Linked DNA regions of Zea mays: regions 2 and 3 are each linked to region 1. The links are chromatin contacts, called in public Hi-C maps. All regions are on one chromosome and are shown on one strand. The core of a region is the stretch at or near the end of the contact, and the rest is flanking DNA. Distances in the headings are between cores, read along the strand shown. Region 1 holds the start of LOC100170238 (tryptophan synthase alpha). Region 2 holds the start of LOC100280600 (IAA24 - auxin-responsive Aux/IAA family member). Region 3 holds the start of LOC100280478 (xylanase inhibitor protein 1).

What was found. Hi-C and Micro-C count contacts between places; a contact is called where the count stands out from the background.
Region 2: a Hi-C map of ear shows a contact between it and region 1, with 2.2 times the contacts expected there. The contact joins the promoter of LOC100280600 here to the promoter of LOC100170238 in region 1. A contact is called at or near these places in 2 of 25 Hi-C or Micro-C datasets (ear and tassel).
Region 3: a Hi-C map of tassel shows a contact between it and region 1, with 4 times the contacts expected there. The contact joins the promoter of LOC100280478 here to the promoter of LOC100170238 in region 1. A contact is called at or near these places in 7 of 25 Hi-C or Micro-C datasets (bundle sheath, ear, endosperm and 2 more).

What each region holds. Positions count from the first base shown.
Region 1 is chr7:10,932,325-10,935,024 of Zm-B73-REFERENCE-NAM-5.0, reverse strand. It overlaps LOC100170238 (tryptophan synthase alpha), which reads right to left and starts at 1,440. Exons shown (of 8, transcript NM_001254838.2): 1 at 1,112-1,440; 2 at 100-246. The coding sequence starts at 1,321.
Region 2 is chr7:11,125,023-11,127,722 of Zm-B73-REFERENCE-NAM-5.0, reverse strand. LOC100280600 (IAA24 - auxin-responsive Aux/IAA family member) reads left to right here and starts at 1,423. Exons shown (of 3, transcript NM_001153519.1): 1 at 1,423-1,751; 2 at 1,870-2,196; 3 at 2,315-2,700. The coding sequence starts at 1,534. The coding sequence ends at 2,378.
Region 3 is chr7:10,733,524-10,736,223 of Zm-B73-REFERENCE-NAM-5.0, reverse strand. LOC100280478 (xylanase inhibitor protein 1) reads left to right here and starts at 1,365. Exons shown (of 1, transcript NM_001153398.2): 1 at 1,365-2,522. The coding sequence starts at 1,423. The coding sequence ends at 2,346. LOC100384250 (Guanylate-binding family protein) reads right to left here. Exons shown (of 17, transcript NM_001357883.1): 17 at 2,415-2,700. The coding sequence ends at 2,576.

The sequences.
Region 1 (2,700 bases), core at 191-2,690:
TAAAACAGCATAAACCAAAACAGAGGAGTAAGTAGGAGCATACATAGACAACAGTACAACACAGTACACGAACAAATCAGTAGAGGCATACCAACCGACCTGAATAACAGGGCCGTCAGCCAATGGATCGGAGTAAGGCACACCCAGTTCGATCACGTCTGAACCACACGCATCAAGGATCCTGAGTGCTTTTGCTGTGGTGGCCAAGTCAGGGTCTCCAGCAGTGATGAAGGGAATCAAGGCAGTCTGGAGAGTTTTCAGATAGCAGCGAGCTCAAACCAAACAATATAAAACGGGAGAAAAAGTAGGGGTGAACAAAAAAAAAATCAACGCCGATACAGAATGATAAATGTCATATAACCTCAGTACCTTTAGTACTGCTCCTATTGCACTACAAAAATCTAAGGGCTGATTTGGTGACCAGGGATCACGAGTGGATCCATGGTGAATGATCCCCTCGTGATCTTTGGTCACCAAACCAGCCCTAAGGTCTAGTTTTGGAACCCAAATCACCCCTCTTTTCCCAGAGTGAGAAATCCCTCCAGATGACATTTAAATAAGATATTTAGTTTATATGAAAAATTTGTTAGTTATATATGGGGGTTTTCGTTTGCCTCCCCTTTCTTCCAAACTAGCCCTAAGTGTAATGTCACACACATATGGATTGCTCTTACTTCTTAGCACCATATATACAGTGCAGAGGAAAGAAACGTGGCGATTGATGAAATCCATCGAGCACTGGTTCACTTTTTTTTGAACAGAGGATAACCACATTTGTATTATTATCATAATAGAAATACAGCAGGTCCAGATACATCAAACCAGAAAAACCACGCATAGCATTGGGAATGGGGCGCCGGGATGTAACGCTAACATGACCGAGGCAGGGATGGAGTTGGACACAGTCCTGGTTCTTCCGATCTCAACACGACAAAACAGCGTGAGACAACCCGGTAACCAGAGGCAGTCAGTCTGCGACGCCTCCCATACCCATAGCCGTGCCTTCTCTGTAGGGTCCGACTACGGGCCGCGATTTTATTTTATTTTTTTTTTTTTGGTTCCCTATCTTTCTGAAAAGAGAAGGAAATGAAGGATTCGTCGAGGAGTGTACCTTCCCCTGCTGCCTGAGCTCGGCGAAGGTGCCGGAGATGCTGCGCTTGTCCTCCGCCACAGCGGCGGCCGCCGCCGCCGCGGCCCTGACGGCGACCACGGGCGCGGCGCTCCGGAACGAGACCCTACCAGTCGCCGCGGCGCGCCGCCTCGGCCCCGCGGCGGAGAACGACGCCGACCCCGCGGCGGCGGCCTTGAGCGCGAAGGCCATGGCGGATTTTTGTCGTGTGGGTGGGTGGTGGAGGCGGGCGCTGACTGGGTGCGCGGGGTGGCGCCTCACGTGAGCGACCGCGGGGTGTTCGACGCCGTGCGTGGATAAAACGGGTGGGTGGTGGTGGCCGGGTGATGCTGCTGCCGGTATTTGTAAGGACTAAGGAGGGCCCTGGGGCCCCTCCCGTGGTTGGTGGGCCGAGACGGATGAATCGCACGGGCGTCTGTGGGCCACCTGCGCCGGTGGACAGGCACACGGTCGTTGCCTTCTGTGGCCGTCTGATTCTATGGATGGATAGATGATGGATCTGTTACGTTGCATTTGCAGCCACGTGCGCGTTTAATGACGTTTTCCGTGTCAACCATGCAAGTTCCTTTTTTTCAGAGAGAGAGAAGCATGTGAATTATCTCTCTATCTTTTGGAGAGCCGTGTGGATTCTTTGTTCAGTGTGTCTTGCGAGCAGGGGCGGAAGGCCCAATATGGTCCAATATTAACTGGGCAAAACCTTGAACCGGTCCAAATAGAGATTAGGTCATCGGTCTCACTATCTTAGCCGCCACCGTGAGTCCGCTGTCCGCGGACTGTAAGCGCTACGCCGTCCGCCCATCCCCGCGTCCCGCAGGCCACAGTCCTGCACTCCCGCTCGGCCGCTCCTGTCCTGCCGGCGCGCAGCGGCACGCTGCAGGCTCTGCAGCAGCTCCAGCTTGGGCGCTCGGCTGTGGGCTGCTCCGCTGCTGCCTGCTTGCTGGCTGGCTGCTCCCGCCTGGCCGCCTCCCTGCTCGCCTGCTGCTCCAGTGCTCCGCCGCTCGGTGCTGGCTCGTGCTTGTGCTCCAGCCTACAGCTCACGGCTCAGCCGTGAGTATTTAAATTATTGAACACAGTTCAGTTCAGTAGTTCACTGCGTGCAGTCCAATTCTAAATCTAATTTATTTGATTATGCTCGTGAATAAAAACAAATCAACATATCTAATCCATTAGATTTTTCAATGTGCAGATTTTCCAATTTCTAAATAGCAGTTTTGGATAGAAACAAAACAATGCAAAGAATATAAAAAAGTATGTCTCTATCTTTGTTTTCAAGTCATCTGACTAATCGCGGTCGGGCTAGTCGGTTAGCAGAGCTCGATTAGCACAACCGACTCGATTAGAGTACCTAATCGCCCTGGCCGTCCGACTAGTCGACGATTAGGGTCGATTAGTCGCTCGATTAGCCGGTTCTGCGCGACTAGGTTTAGGACCTAGATTTTTTGATTTCCTGCCTTCGTGGGCTTTTTTGGCAGGCGGCCCGACTACAGGGAGTTGAAACGCCAGCCGCCTCTACTGAAGATGGAACGTCGAACGCCAGCCGCCTCTTCTCTTTATTTCCCTAATTCCCTACC
Region 2 (2,700 bases), core at 174-2,673, 190 kb before region 1:
TTTCCTCTATGATCGCCGCATAGACCGCAAGCCAGGCCGTTCGCTTCGGCCTGCCGATGCCAACCTTGCGCCCTTGCCCATCTGCTGACGCCATGGCAGAAGCTTGCACACGCGGCTTGCGGCGGACCTCGGTCTCGCTCGTGTGGCACACGTCGGCTGGGACGAAGCTCGCCCATGGGTAGCCTACAGCGTGACATTGAGTTGACCTGCGCGTGTCGTCGTTACACGCAGTCACGGTGCTGCTATGTTCGGCCGTGTGGTTCCCGACGGTCGCGACACGCTCTCGCACACCAATATCAAATTCAACGTTTGCGGCAGGCACATGCGGCGGCGGCCGGCATGCACGCAGTGCACTACGTGCCGACGCGGGGGTGAGGGACGGCGCTGCTGGCGCGGTCTCTAGTGGTGGCGCTAGCCACACCGAGCGGGGGCGGGTAGATCCATTCTACTAACAAACAAAATCATACCACTCAATTTGGTTGCGTAGATGAATCTGAGCCGGTCGCGTAGGACAGTTCGGCTAAACCGGAGGACCTGCCGGCGTGATGGAGGGTCGGTGCCGATCGAATCCGTAGCAACATTAAGGTAGAGCGTGCTGATAACGTGTTAAGAACTACGTCAACACGGATCATCAGATCCACTCCCTTTCCTCCCGTCAGCAGTAGAGGCGCAAGAAGCTGTAGAGTACCAGTCTCCCTTCCCATTAGCACGACAGAGGAAACACAATAGATATGATGTAGGGTTGGGCCTCTGACCTCTTTCTCTTCTCTATTCCATATGAGGGGTACAAGTTCTATATATAGAGACGCGATAGCCCTCAGAGCTATATTCAGTATTTGCCCATGTAACCCTTCATTAGTGTTTCTCAACACAAACCAGCCTCATCATGTCGGCGTGTGGGGAAACCTCCCAGCATCTCCCTCTCAAGTCTCACCTCCAGTCCGTCTCCGTCCACAGCAATTTGAAAAAACCGCGTCTATTTTTTTCTTCCCACGAACACGAACACGTTGCGCACACGGGCGGAGCCCTGCCCGCGCGTCCAACCGCCGACACGTGTGCACTGCCGGTTGCCCACCCAACCCAATCACACGGCGCCTTGCCCCGCAGGCAGGTGGGCCCCGCGCGACCGCGCACCACGTGGGCTGCCGCCTCCCGGCCCCAACCGTCCCAGGCCCGACAAGGAATCTCCACCCCACGACCCCGCGTCCAAGCCTCCCAGGCCCCACCTGTCGGCCCGGGCCCAGGCAGCGGCATCGGGCCATGCCGCCGGCCCACCTGCCCCCCTGGCCCCGCTGCCACCCCCGCCGCGGGACACGCGCCTCCGCGCCACCATTTAAAACGCGCCAGCGCCGCGGCGGTGGCGAAAGCCTCGTCGCAACCAGTCAACCACCCTATAAAGCGCGGGGTCTCAGTCTCACCGGCACCTCTTCAATCCCAGTCCCACACAAAGTTTCTCCTCGATCCTCATCTCCTCCCTCTCTCGAGTCAAGAGCAGAGCAGCTACCAAACAAGCTCTCCTTTCGCTTCCGATCCATGGAGCTCGACGCCGACAACCTGAGCGCCACCGAGCTCCGCCTCGGCCTGCCTGGGACCAGCAGCAGCAGCAGCGACGACTGGCAGAAGAAGCCGTCGCCCTCCGTCGGGGCCAAGCGCGCTCTGGACGACGGCACCAAGAGCGAGGCCTCGGGGACCAGCCCGGCCGCCAGAGACCTCGACTTCGACCACGACCACGACACCGCCGCGCCTCCCAAGTAAGAACTAGACCCCCCATGTACACGCTCCCAGCTCCCTTCGTAGGCACCGCCTGCATCAAGATTCAATTCAAGAGACAGGGGTGCATGGGCTAACCTGCCTTTTTCGCTTCGTCAGGGCGCAAGTGGTCGGGTGGCCGCCGGTGAGGGCGTACAGGAAGAACACCTTCCAGGCGGCGGCGGCGGCCAAGAAGGTCGAGCAGAAGCAGAAGCAGCAGCAGCAGGGAGGCCTGTACGTGAAGGTGAGCATGGACGGCGCGCCGTACCTCAGGAAGGTGGACCTCCGGATGTACAAGGGGTACAGGGAGCTCAGGGAGGCTCTGGACGCGCTCTTCACCAACTCCTTCTCCGCGGCGGCAGAGGGCGGCGGCGACCACCACCAGCACGCCATCGCCTACGAAGACAAGGACGGCGACCTCATGCTCGCCGGAGACGTGCCCTGGGAGTAAGTACACCGTCGGGTTCGGATCAGCAAGCATGCTGCTCCGTTCTGTGGATCTGAGGATACGTTTGGTGAACAGAAGCCTGATTAATTGTGATTCTTAATTTCACCCCCTTTGCAGTATGTTCATCTCTTCGTGCAAGAAGCTCAGGATAATGAAGGGCTCTGCCTCTGAGGCCAGGTGATCGCTGATCCATACATAAACAGAGGCTACAGACACGCCACCTGGGAACGCGGATCCAAGAGCACACACGGATCGTACTTGACGAGGAAGGAGGGAGGAGCAGTGTGGCTTGAGCTCTCCAGTGTTGTACAAAGACATGTTTCTTTCTGAACCCAAAAGGGAGAAAGATGTATGAAGCGTGTATATAAGATCTTAGCTAGCAGTTTGTTTTCATTTGTATGAGCGATCGAAGGCTGTAAAAAATGAAAAAGAAAAAAGAAAAGGGAATGAGAAATTGACTAAAGCTGGTCATTTTTCCTCTCCACAGGCTCAACTCTGTATGA
Region 3 (2,700 bases), core at 116-2,615, 200 kb after region 1:
GATTTCTAGTGTGGGTCGGAGCGAAGCCGGATCCGTCGCCCGATGTCGGACGACCTTGTTGTTCCTGTCCACTTTGAAGTTGGCCAAGAACTTTGCTTTTGCCTCCTGGATCATCTGCTCCTTGTGCTCCTCGAATTAGAGCTGTTCGTCAGCCGGCAAGGTCTCCCAAGTCGGCTCTATGATGTTGCTTGGGGAAATATCAGAGCTATCTCTTGAACCGGCCATTGAGGGCCGATTTGATGCGTCTATATCTGTTTGTCCCCAACGGAGTCGCCAAAAAGTATGTTGACACCTTTTTGGAGGCGCCAATCACTCAAAAGAACCAGCGGCGGTGCTCTCTGGTCAGGCGCGGACGGTCCGCGGCACAGAGCCGGACGGTCCGCGGCCTGGCGCGAGGCGGCGGTGCTCTCTGGTCAGGCGCGGACAGTCCGCGGCCAGAGGCCGGACGGTCCGTGACCTGGTGCAGAGGCTAGGGTTTCCTGCTTGACGGCCGGACGGTCTGCGCCCTAGGGCCGGACGGTCCGCACGTGCGCAGGGGTGGCGGAAGATCGCCGGCGGCGCCTGGATCTCGCTCCCGGGAGGGACCCCGTCGGGGAGGAGAAATCCTAGGAGATGTCTAGGCTCGGGTAGACCGACCTAGACTCCTCTAATCGACGTAGAGTCGAAGAGAAGCGGAAGATTTGGGGATTGGAAGACTAAACCTAAACTAGACTAGAACTACTCCTAGGATAAAATGTAAATTGTATTGATTGAAGGTTCGATTTCTTGTTCAAATCGACCGTATACCTCTTTATTTATAGAGGAGGGGGACTGGACCCTTTACAAACTAATTTCCGAGCGAATCCCGCGAATCTAGCTAACAATCGTAGCACAAAACTCGGAACCCTAAACTACTCTGCGCACGCGCGGACTGTCTGGCCCACAGGTGCGGACCGTGCGGACCGCGGACCGTTCGGCCTCAGGGCCGGACTGTTCGCACCTTAATTTGGTGCCGAACAGGAATGATACTACGCGATAGGTATGTACCCGTTGCCATGCTTAATATATGGACGAGAAGGTTCCTATCACGTTCTATTATTTTAAAGGTTGATGTAGAAAGACGACAAATTCAAATCGGCCAGGCAACAATTATTTTAAAGGCAGCAGTGGGTAATAATGCAAGGGGCGGACACGAGACACTGCGTCGTGCGTCGGTCAAACACAACAGCATGCATAGTCGATTCGCCGCCATGCTATGTACCACGTCCACGTCCTTCTAGCTCGGTGAGCTGTCCTCCTCTTTCCCGATTCGATCCAAAACAAGACAAGTCTAAGACGAACACCAAATGAAAGGCATATAATGGGTGATGGGTGACTGCTGCTACACGCACACGCAAGAGTAGTGACGAGTAGTGGTAGCAGCAATTAACCAACGAGACACCAATGGCGGTCGCAAGTAATAGACCAGCAACCACTCTACTGCCCCTGGCGGCCCTTGTGGCCGTCGCTGGCTCCCTCTTCCTCGCCGGCCCGGCCGCGGCCGCGGGGAAGACCGGGCAGGTGACTGTCTTCTGGGGCCGGAACAAGGCCGAGGGCACGCTCCGAGAGGCCTGCGACACGGGCACGTACACCATCGTCGTCATCTCCTTCCTCAACGTCTCGGCCGGCCCCGGCAACAGCCCGCCGAGCCTGGACCTCTCGGGCCACCCCGTCGCCGGCATCGGCGCCGACATCAAGCACTGCCAGTCGAAGAGCATCATGGTGTTCCTCTCCCTCGGCGGCCGGCAGCACTCCCTGCCGAGCGCCGAGGCCGCCGCGGACCTCGCCGACTACCTCTGGTACGCCTACTTCCCGGCGCCGGCGCCGCGCGCCGGCGTGCGCCGCCCGTTCGGCGACGCGTACGTCGACGGCCTCGACTTCTTCCTCGACCGCGGCGGCCGCCCGCCGCCGGACCACCTCGACGCGCTGGCCGCGCGCCTGTGGAGCTACAACCGGCAGTTCCGCGCCCGCACGCCCGTGCAGCTGTCGGCGACGCCGCGGTGCGCGTTCCCGCCGGACGGGCCGGCGCTGCGGCTGCTCGCCACGGGGCTCGTTACCCGCGTCAACGTCAGGCTCTACGGCGACGCGCGCTGCGCCGCGTACTGGCAGCAGGAGTGGGACAAGTGGGCCGCGGCGTACCCGGGCTCCGGGCTCTACGTCGGCCTGCCGGCGTCGGAGCGGACGGTCGGGTACGTGCACCCCAAGAACCTGTACTACGGCGTCCTCCCGGTGGTGCAGAAGGCGCCCAGCTACGCCGGGATCATGATCTGGGACCGCTACGCCGACAAGCAGACCAACTACAGCAGCTACGCCATTCAATGGGCTTGACACTACGGAGACAAACCCCAGAGGATCAGAGCTTAATAAATAAACAAACAAATAAATCCAAGAAGTTTAGCAAGCAGCCATATATTTATACAATTGACAAACCTTCTGGGTTTCATATTTACAGCAACACCCGAGTTTTGACTCATAATCGAAGAATGCAGTGTTGGAATAAGCATGATACAACTATATGTGCACGCTAATGGTGTGATTGTGCGCATGGTTCGAGGGATCAGTCTGTTCTTGTGCGACTGGAGCTTCTGTAATAAGCCCCGTTGTACAGAGGTAGCAGTGACCGGGCAATTCCCCTCCTTCCACCGAGGCAACGCCAATAAAACGCCAAAAACAACAGGACAG